2 separate regions of the Danio rerio genome follow, and region 1 is linked to region 2. The links are chromatin contacts, called in public HiChIP or PLAC-seq maps. All regions are on one chromosome and are shown on one strand. The core of a region is the stretch at or near the end of the contact, and the rest is flanking DNA. Distances in the headings are between cores, read along the strand shown. Region 1 holds the start of reep2 (receptor accessory protein 2). Region 2 holds the start of smim19 (small integral membrane protein 19).

What was found. HiChIP or PLAC-seq counts read pairs in DNA pulled down with a chosen protein or histone mark.
Region 1: a contact with region 2 is called in an H3K4me3 HiChIP or PLAC-seq map of embryo, with 3 times the contacts expected there. The contact joins the promoter of reep2 here to the promoter of smim19 in region 2. A contact is called at or near these places in 2 of 4 datasets of contacts at active chromatin or transcription factors (caudal fin and embryo).

The regions. Positions count from the first base shown.
Region 1 is chr14:25,903,741-25,908,474 of GRCz12tu, reverse strand. reep2 (receptor accessory protein 2) reads left to right here and starts at 1,641. Exons shown (of 8, transcript NM_001030227.1): 1 at 1,641-1,805; 2 at 3,505-3,577. The coding sequence starts at 1,774. It also overlaps a transcript of aldob not described here.
Region 2 is chr14:25,549,064-25,553,679 of GRCz12tu, reverse strand. It overlaps smim19 (small integral membrane protein 19), which reads right to left and starts at 1,767. Exons shown (of 3, transcript NM_001025535.2): 1 at 1,501-1,767; 2 at 1,196-1,320. The coding sequence starts at 1,631. It overlaps si:ch211-175m2.5, which reads left to right and starts at 2,392. Exons shown (of 5, transcript NM_001198864.1): 1 at 2,392-2,533; 2 at 3,733-3,894; 3 at 4,061-4,160. The coding sequence starts at 2,480. It also overlaps a transcript of aldob not described here.

The sequences.
Region 1 (4,734 bases), core at 392-2,891, 350 kb before region 2:
CTATGGTGATTGGCTAAGTACAAAAATCAGTCCTGTGATTCCTGTCCAATCAAATCACACATAGAAAGTAAATCGCATCTGAACAACCTCAAGACATAGGCCCTTTATAAATGCAGCAAACTGTTTGAAACCATTAAAAATGTCCAAGAAGATGTCCAAAACATTGCACGCAATGACCCAGAGACCGTCACTGATAAGAAAATAAAGGATATTGACTTTATGAAGACTGAAATCACCAAACAGCCTTAAACAATCACTAAATGGATCGAAGAATTAGAAAAAAGGGCAGAATGAAGGAAGAGCCAAACAAGGAATGGAAGGAAGGACCAAATAAAGGAAAGAAGGACCGAACTGGGCGGTTCATTCCGCTGTGGCGACCCCTGATGAATAACGGGAATTAGCTGAAAAGAAAATGAATGAATGAGGACTGAACTAATGAAGGAAGCAAAGACCAAATGAATGAAGGACTGAACAAACTAAGGAACGAAGGAGAAATGAATGAATGAATACATGAACAAAGAACCAAATGAAGGAAGGAACAAAAGAATGAAGGAATGAATAAAGGAGTGAACAAATGAAGGAAGAAACAAACAGACGAATGTATGAATGAAGGACATAACACACAAACAATTAAAGGAAGGAAGGATCATTAAATGCACTACAGAATGTTACATCCTGCACAAACTGAATGCAAATGCATCAACTTTTAACAGCTTAACACTCACTATACTCTTAACTTATAAAAGAGCTTCTTTTTACTCGTAATATTCACAACAGATACTTTTACTCTACTTGCATTTTTGGTCAAGTAATGGTACTTTTACTTGAGTATTATTTTTCAGTACTCTTTCCACCACAGCTCAGCCCCCATTAGCCCCTCCACTTCTGCAATGTGATCAAAACTGTCAGCGTTTAGTGCAGGAAAGTGTGTTCAACATTCCACACTTCTATTTATCAGTTGAATATGTACTTGACCTGGGTATTAAAGGGTGAAATGTACAGTTTTGTTTGATGTGTGATGTAATTTGAACTGAACCATGAGGACTGGGCTGGACACAGAGTAACTCCTCCACCTTTTTAAAACAGCCAATAACGTTTTGTTTTTATCAAACTGCCAGTGGGAGTAGTTAAGCTCAAGTGCAAGAGCATCTTAAAGAGGCCGGAACATGTCAGAAACAAGGGAGCGTTTGATTGGTCAGAAGATTTAATGAGAAACTGAATTATGAGAGGAGAAAAAAAAAACGTAATCTCTACAAATTGCAAGCTTTACACCTTCCTAATGCAAACTTTGTCACTGTTCTGGAGAAAAAAAGCTTATAGACTAACTTTAGACTGAAAATAACATCTAAAAAACTATATTTTGATTTCATGTATACTTTATATTGCACAAAGTGAAAATTAAGCAGATAGTGCAACTTACACTATTTATACCACAAAATGGCATAGAATAGTGCCTATTTGGAACACACTCGCTGGTTTTCACGTAATGTGTGAGTGTGATTTTAAATGCACTTCAGAACTACTGGTATAATAGATAAATGAAGGTTGCTTTGATAAACGGAGCAGGTGTAAAGAGGTTACTGTCCCTTTAAGAGACGCGGGCTGACTGAGCGCATATGCAGCGGCTCCCCGTCATCATCACTGCTGTACTGAGAGACACAGACACACAAGATAAACCGGGATTCCTCCTGTTATTCAGCATCACTCCTGTCGGGTCGGAATGGAGATGTTGAATAATCGACTAAAATAAGGAAAAGTCCTGCTGAGCTCAAGATGGTGTCGTGGATCATTTCGCGGATGGTGGTGTGAGTGTTTATGCGGCGCGCGCGTGTTTGCGTTGTGTGTTGCTGCGGATACATGATCCTTTTGAATGAAAATAGCGTTTTATGCTTATTTTTTAAAAGTTGAATCATTTACATTTGGAGTTCAGGGTTTTTTAAAGATAATATAATCAAATTACTTGCATTAAAAAGGTAAATGAGCTAAACAAAGCGATGACTTCATCCAGACGAGGGTTCACCATTTGTGTTGTTTGTTGTGAGATGTTCACCTGAAGCAAAATGCCCTGTGGTGTGATATTGTGACGTAATTTACCAAACACTTCTATGTAAAATATGAAATGTAGAAATATTTGATTTTAAAAGAAATGGGCAGGTTTCAAACATCCCATATGTTCTGCATGCAGTACATCCATCACATCAGCTCATATAACAGTTACAGAATATGATGTCACAAACATTTCAGTATTTAAAGCAAGAGATAATGCATGTTAAAGAATGGGTTTCTAAGGATTTTCTTTAAAAGCCTACCTGCCCAGCTGATTTGTCTATGCTGGTAATGTTACGTAATGTGAAGGAGGCCAATCTGTTCCATATGACTCACATATTTCTCATGCTTGGGTCTCAGGTGGGTTGTGGGATTTACAGTCAAGTGACTTTGATTCTCATCAGAGTCCATCAACTCCGATTACAAATTTCCTGAGGGATCAAATACTTGGACATTATCCCAAAGTCAAATGGGAGAGGTTGAATTCATTGTTATGACTTTGGTTGGTCTGGATCTAGGCCATTAGAAACAAAGATCAAGCATCATTATCATGGTTTTGCTGAATCTCACGGAATGCTCTTCGCTGTGGCTTTAACTGTAGCAAGCAGATGCATTATGGGAGCTGAAATGGGACAGTGGGCATGTGGTCTGCCATGCGCCAGACTGCCTCGCTATCCTTCATTATGCATTACACACAAGTGCACATTTGGTATAGTGCATCATAAGTGCAACTATGCTTTAAAAATATTAGGTTGTTTCAACTCAAATTTGGGTAAAACAGTTACAACCAGCTGCTGGATTTTTCTAAAAATATATACATTTTTAAACTCAACAATTAGGTTTGTCTATATTTTACCCAAATTTGAGTTAAATCAACACAGTATTTTTAGAGTGCATGCTTTTAAGCCATAGAACATTGAATTGGGACACACTCATGATAACTACTGTCTGCACTGCACTAGGTGTGGTCTGTCCGGTATCCTGACATCTTCTATTTGATCTCCCATTGCACAGCGTTCAGATTTTGTCACATCAGCACTAAAATAGCATGTTTGTAGGACAGCACGTGTCTAAATGCGTGCTCCACATGCAGCTCATCTATCTAATCTAGTCTCTCTGTGTGTAGATCCGTCTCCATGCGCTTTAACTCCCTTTCATAAATGATTCACTTAATGGGCTGTTTGCTTTCAATGGCATCATGAAACATGCTGGTTTGTGTACAGTAGGGCTGGTATTTGTTTTAATAAAGTTTGCTCTGAGTAACTTTGATCACAAAGTCTGATTTTGTTTGTGGATACTTATTCTACTTTAGCATCAATGGAAATAGGCAGCCTCTTAAGTGTTGTAATAGTGAGTTTAAGTTGAGGTAATGGTGCAAGTGAAATTTTATATGCTGTGGTGAGATTGTGTGTCTGTTGGGAGTAATGTAGACTCAATGGGAATCTTTTCTCTCTGTAGCCTTGCTTTCGGGACTCTCTATCCTGCCTATTCCTCATATAAGGCTGTGAAGACGAAAAATGTCAAGGAATATGTGAGTATTTGATTGTTGTTTTTATTTGAATATGACAACCCATCTGATTGAATCTGGATTGTTTTAAACCACATATTAAAATAATTGTAATTAAAATATGAAACATTTTAGAATATTAATTTAATATTCTCTATATATTTAATAGTTGCCAGTCAAAATAAATACTAGTTTTTATTTTTACAAAATTCTACATGCAGAATGAAGATGAGGTCTTCATTCATACTTTATGAATATTTTATGGAGTTTTAACTTTATTTTTATACATTAAAATATTTTACAGAACAAAACAGTCAGTGACAGCAGCAGTTATTTAAAAAAAATAAGAAGAAGTAACACTACCAGTAAATAAAAACAATATACAAAGACGCATACATCATTTTCAAATTTCAAAGGATACAGTTTGGAATATTATAGTAACAGTAACATCCAGTAACAGGTGAATATCCAATTTCAATTGAAGTTGAGCAGTCTTATATTCTTTATATAAATATATAAAAGTTCTTCTAGCCACTGTGCAATTGTTGAAGGGTGTGGCCTCATCCAATTTATTGTTAAAGTTATTATTGCACTTTGTAAAAGTATATGTAGTATCTATCTAATCTCTATCTCTCTCTCTCTCTCTCTCTCTCTCTCTCTCTCTCTCTCTCTCTCTCTCTCTCTCTCTCTCTCTCTCTCTCTCTCTCTCTCTCTCTCTCTCTCTCTCTCTCTCTCTATATATATATATATATATATATATATATATATGGGGTAACCCTTCAAGCAACAAAAAAAGGGGTGTAAAAGGTAGCTGTAGTTGCATAATTTTCATTATCTCTATCTTTACCCCTTGCCAAAATACCAGTACCTTCGGACATTTCCAAACTATATGTGTGTGATTACCTACATTCCCGCAACCCCTCCAGCATTACTCTGACTGTGGACTGTTAACATATTTTGACACCATCAATGGTGTTTTAAAAAAACTATTTTTTGTTTTCCAGTTATGGCCCCCTACTGAGATTCTGAAAGTTTTCCCAAATCTCATCCTCAATTTTTTTTGTGAATCTCAGATTCCCACTTTGCCTTAATATTAGGAGTTTTATTTTTAAACTTCTTGTTTCATAATTTTTATGAAATATTGAAATCTATCTTTGCACTTTTAATATGGTTTATAAAAG
Region 2 (4,616 bases), core at 518-3,017:
CGTAATTCCCGTCCACCATCAACAGTCCTCGTCGGTTTCCTGTGCAGCACATGCAAATTGCTATGGTACCTTTACACGTTTGGGAGTGGCGCATTTATTTTGAACTGTGATCAAGACTGATTGGACCTACCTGTGCATTACAACGAAAATAATGTACACCCTCCAGCCAATCAGAATCAAGAATTTTAACAGACAATGGAATAAAGTGATTTTAATCCTGTCATTTAGCTCTAAGTTTCAGGTGAAATATGTCATTTGTAACCCCATCCACAAAATAGTGGATTACTCTGTTAATATTCATCCATGCCACATATATTATTATTTTACTAACAGCTTCATTATTACTATTATATTATTTACATTTCCTGTATTATCACTTATGTTATTTCAAATTGTTTTGTTTATTTATTACTGTTTTGTGAATATGGGAGAACAAAATGAGTTTCATTAGAAAGTTAAAAAATACAGCTTACAACAGATCGAATATATTTTAAAATCTTTGATTTGACAGTTGATTTTAGGGTTTTTTAATATTTGTGTTGTAAAACAAGACAATAATTGTAGTGTTTGCAAAATTTATCGTCATGACTTTAATTTAAGACTTAATTTTAAATTGGCTAAGCAAAATTGTCCAGTGTACTTGTGTAAATAAGTGTGTATGGATGTTTCCCAGAGATGGGTTGCAGCTGGAAGAGCATCTGCTGCGTAAAACCTGCTGTATAAGTTGGCGGTTTATTCTGCAGTGGCGACTCCGGATTAATAAGGGACTAAGTTGAAAAGAAAATAAATGAGGAGAATTTGGATAAACTAAACTGGCCATAGTTGATGGAAAGTAAGTGAATGAGCAAGTTAATAATTTAAGACTTTCTGCTCCATTTTAATACACTTCAATGCATTTTTTGATTGTGGAATTAAAAAATAAGTTGTTGTAGTTTTTTGTTTCTAAAATAAGCAAAACCCCAGGAAAATATTCAAATTTCAGATGATTTAAAAACTTCTAATGGGTCCACAGAATGGGACCACAGAAGTTTATAAATCATCTGACTGAAATTTATCAGAATTTTCTTCATCACTTAACTGGTGAATAATGCATGTTTACATGTTTAACAACTGCATGGAATTTGAGCAGAAGCTATGGTACCTGTTTTGAAAATGCGAGAAGATAATTTTCCCACATAAAATAAGAATAACCTACCCAGTGAATACATTTCCAGTTGTTGTCTGAGTCGGACCTTCTGCAGACTGTCGTAGAAGTTTGGCTCCGATGAGCTGCCGACTGTCGGTGGCAGTGTAAATATGCGCATAATCTTCCTCTTGTTTCTAAATAAAAGATATGCTAGTGTTAGACATTTTCAATGGACGTTTTGTATATCAGAGAGATCACAATCTACTATGACATCGAGACTTGACAGCCTTTTTCAGTCATTATGGTCTTATTTACAGCTCAATTTAAATGTATGGCCACGTAGTTATTAAATATGACATGAAATGGACACTTACTTTCTGGCGTACATTAGCAGGGCAAAACTGACCAAAATAACCAGCAAGTAAACATTAGTGGCCTCGTTCCAGGCTTCGTGTACCGAATAATCTAGAGACTCCTCATCTGCCATCACCCCGTAGCCACCCATAACGAGGAGATTATTGTGCGTTTATTAAAATGCGCAAAATATACAACAGAAACTATAATCATTTAGCATCAAAATCAACGACTCCAACAACAAACATTCAGTTCCGGATGAGCGAGACGAAGATGTTGCAGACTTCAAAATAAAAGCCCAATGCAACCGCTTGACAGGTTAAACATCAGCTAGCCAAAACAGTTACCTAATTTATGACTAATTTAAGAAAATTGGGATTATTGGGACTATCCACTTTTAGCTGTGACTTTTTATACATATTATGTTACACTGAATATATTGTGTGTAAAACTAATTTTATTGTATATCATATATGATTGTATTTATATTTTTATATACATTTTATAATTTTTACTTAAATTATCCTAAATCGAGAGTTGTCAAGCTCTAAAATTCAGAAGCTTAGTAATTGTTTTAATATAATTGTAGTTTATACTTACAAATATTTAAAATATTGTTTTAATTACAGACTACCTTTGTGTAAAATGGCCAAATGTTTGACTGTCTTTATGTTTTATACACGTATATTAAACGTCTTTGTTATTTAAATGTTTTCTTTTTTAATTATTTAATCTTTACACTTTCATTCTTTCGCTTTCACAAAATCAAACTTTTACTTTGACAATGCTTCCGTAATTTCAATTTGCCTCATTTCCTCCAGAACTGTAAACAGGAAATTACATCCAGGGATGCTATTGGTTGAACAAGCAGGAGGCGTGTCGGATTATCTCTCGCTGATTGGCTGCCGAGGAGAACATATGATTCTGAAACAGCTGCTGTGCTCTAACTTTCCTAACAAAAACACTACAGAGAACGACCTCACAGCGTAAAGTTTAATAATGTCGCTACGAGGAGTTCTGAAGTATATTCAACGCTCTAATTTGGGGTTGCTGGTAAGGTCTTTAAAACTAACTAACTTAGCATTCAGAAATGTGACGTATCATAAATTGCTTTAAAGCTACATGTAAATCATGTCATGGCTAGAAAAAGACACCTGTCAATCTTTCTCTACATTATTCAAATGACCAGCTTATCGTTCTTTTACTTTAGACTGTAAAAAATAATTTTTACTCTTTTAAATGTTAATTTGGGGAAATGAAATGTGTTTATTAATATGAAACTACACAGAAGAAAAATTATTCATTGGATTTAATAAAAAATAATGAAGTTGTTGCAAACAATATACACAAGCTGAATTTAAACAAATTAAATTTAGCAATGTTCAACTTAATCTGTTAATTTAAATTCAGCTCATATAAATTGTTTGAAACAATTAGAAATGATCGTTTTTCGTTGTCTAAAGCACTTTATATTTAAATGAATAGGGGTAAAGTTGGTATTATATTCGGATATTCAGACTTTTTCCTTAATATAATTTCAGAAAAGTATTCTTTCTAAATTCTAAAAAGGGAAATCATATTAGCAGCAAATGAGCATCAAAGTACAATAGTGTTCACAGTTCACATGTGTGTGTGTGTGTGTGTGTGTGTGTGTGTGTATATATATATATATATATATATATATATATATATGTGTGTGTGTGTGTGTGTGTGTGTGTGTGTGTGTGTGTGTGTGTGTGTGTGTGTATATATATATATATATATATATATATATATATATATATATATATATATATATATATATATATGCCCATACAGTCACAACACAGTGCTGGAAAACATCCATACAAACTCATTTCCACCCACACTCAAACACCACAGCCAATTTAGTTTATTTAATTCACCTTTAGCCCAAATCTTTGTACTGTCGGGGAAACTGGAGCACCTGGAGGAAACCCACATGAACATGGGGAGAACATGCAAACTCCACACAGATATGCCAGGAACTCCAACCAATGACCTTTTTGCTGTGAGGCGACAGTGCTAACCACTGAGCCACCATGTCGACTGTGTGTATTTATATAAACATAATAAAGACACAATACAAACACAATTATTATGTAGACGTAGTGTTTACATAATTTTGTATTAGCCACAATGTCGTATGTATTAGAAGTCATTAACTGTTTAACAGCACTAGTTCAGAACCACTTGAGGATGAGTAAATAGTACATTTCTTTTTTTCTTTGCAGTACACACTTTCACCATCAAGCAAATTTGGTCTGAAAGTACCGTCTTCTGTTACACGGCACAGCAGCAGCAGCACTTCAGATCACATCAGCCGCTATCCAGTGCCAAACAGAAAGAACCTGCCATTTGATATTGTGGAGCTGATGGAAGAAGTTGAACAGAAGGTTTGCATACACTTTTACCATAATGTGAAATAAAAATTTAAATTAAAAAGTCATTAACTCAGTATTGTGTTGTTTTTAAACCCATATGCATTCGATGTTTTAGTTATAAACAAATGTGTGAGTCCTGAATCAGTGCTAATGGAATATGTGTTATGTCTGTGTACAGGGAGGATTTTTGCCCAATGTCTTCAAAGTTCTTGCCCATCGTCCTGATGAATTTCGGGCTTTCTTCTCTTATTACAATGCCCTCATGAACAAAGAAAGTGGTATGGCCTTTTATTGATGCTTTGTGGTTTTAGTAGCTACTTTTTATTAAATTATCCACATTTTTATACACATTCAGGGCTGTTTTACTCAAAAAGAGATAGCTAAACAACATACATAAAACATCAGCATTTTAATAAAGGAATGCTATTTGCAAACGTTTAAGATCCTCAATATGCATGGAATATACAAAAGTTAAATAATATATTTAGCTTTTGCTTTTATCTGATACACTTTTAACTGAATTGTATGAATATATAAACTTTTTGACAAACCATAGCTGAATGAAACATTAAGTACTTTCTGAATGTGAAAGTTTATCAAAGTATAGAATGCATTTATTCACATCATTATTTTAAATCAGGTAATTGGTTGTTGTTTTGTTAGAAATAAAATATGACTTCATATAAATATGAAGGTTTCATAAAATGACTCTTGAGCAGTAGTAAGCTTACAAG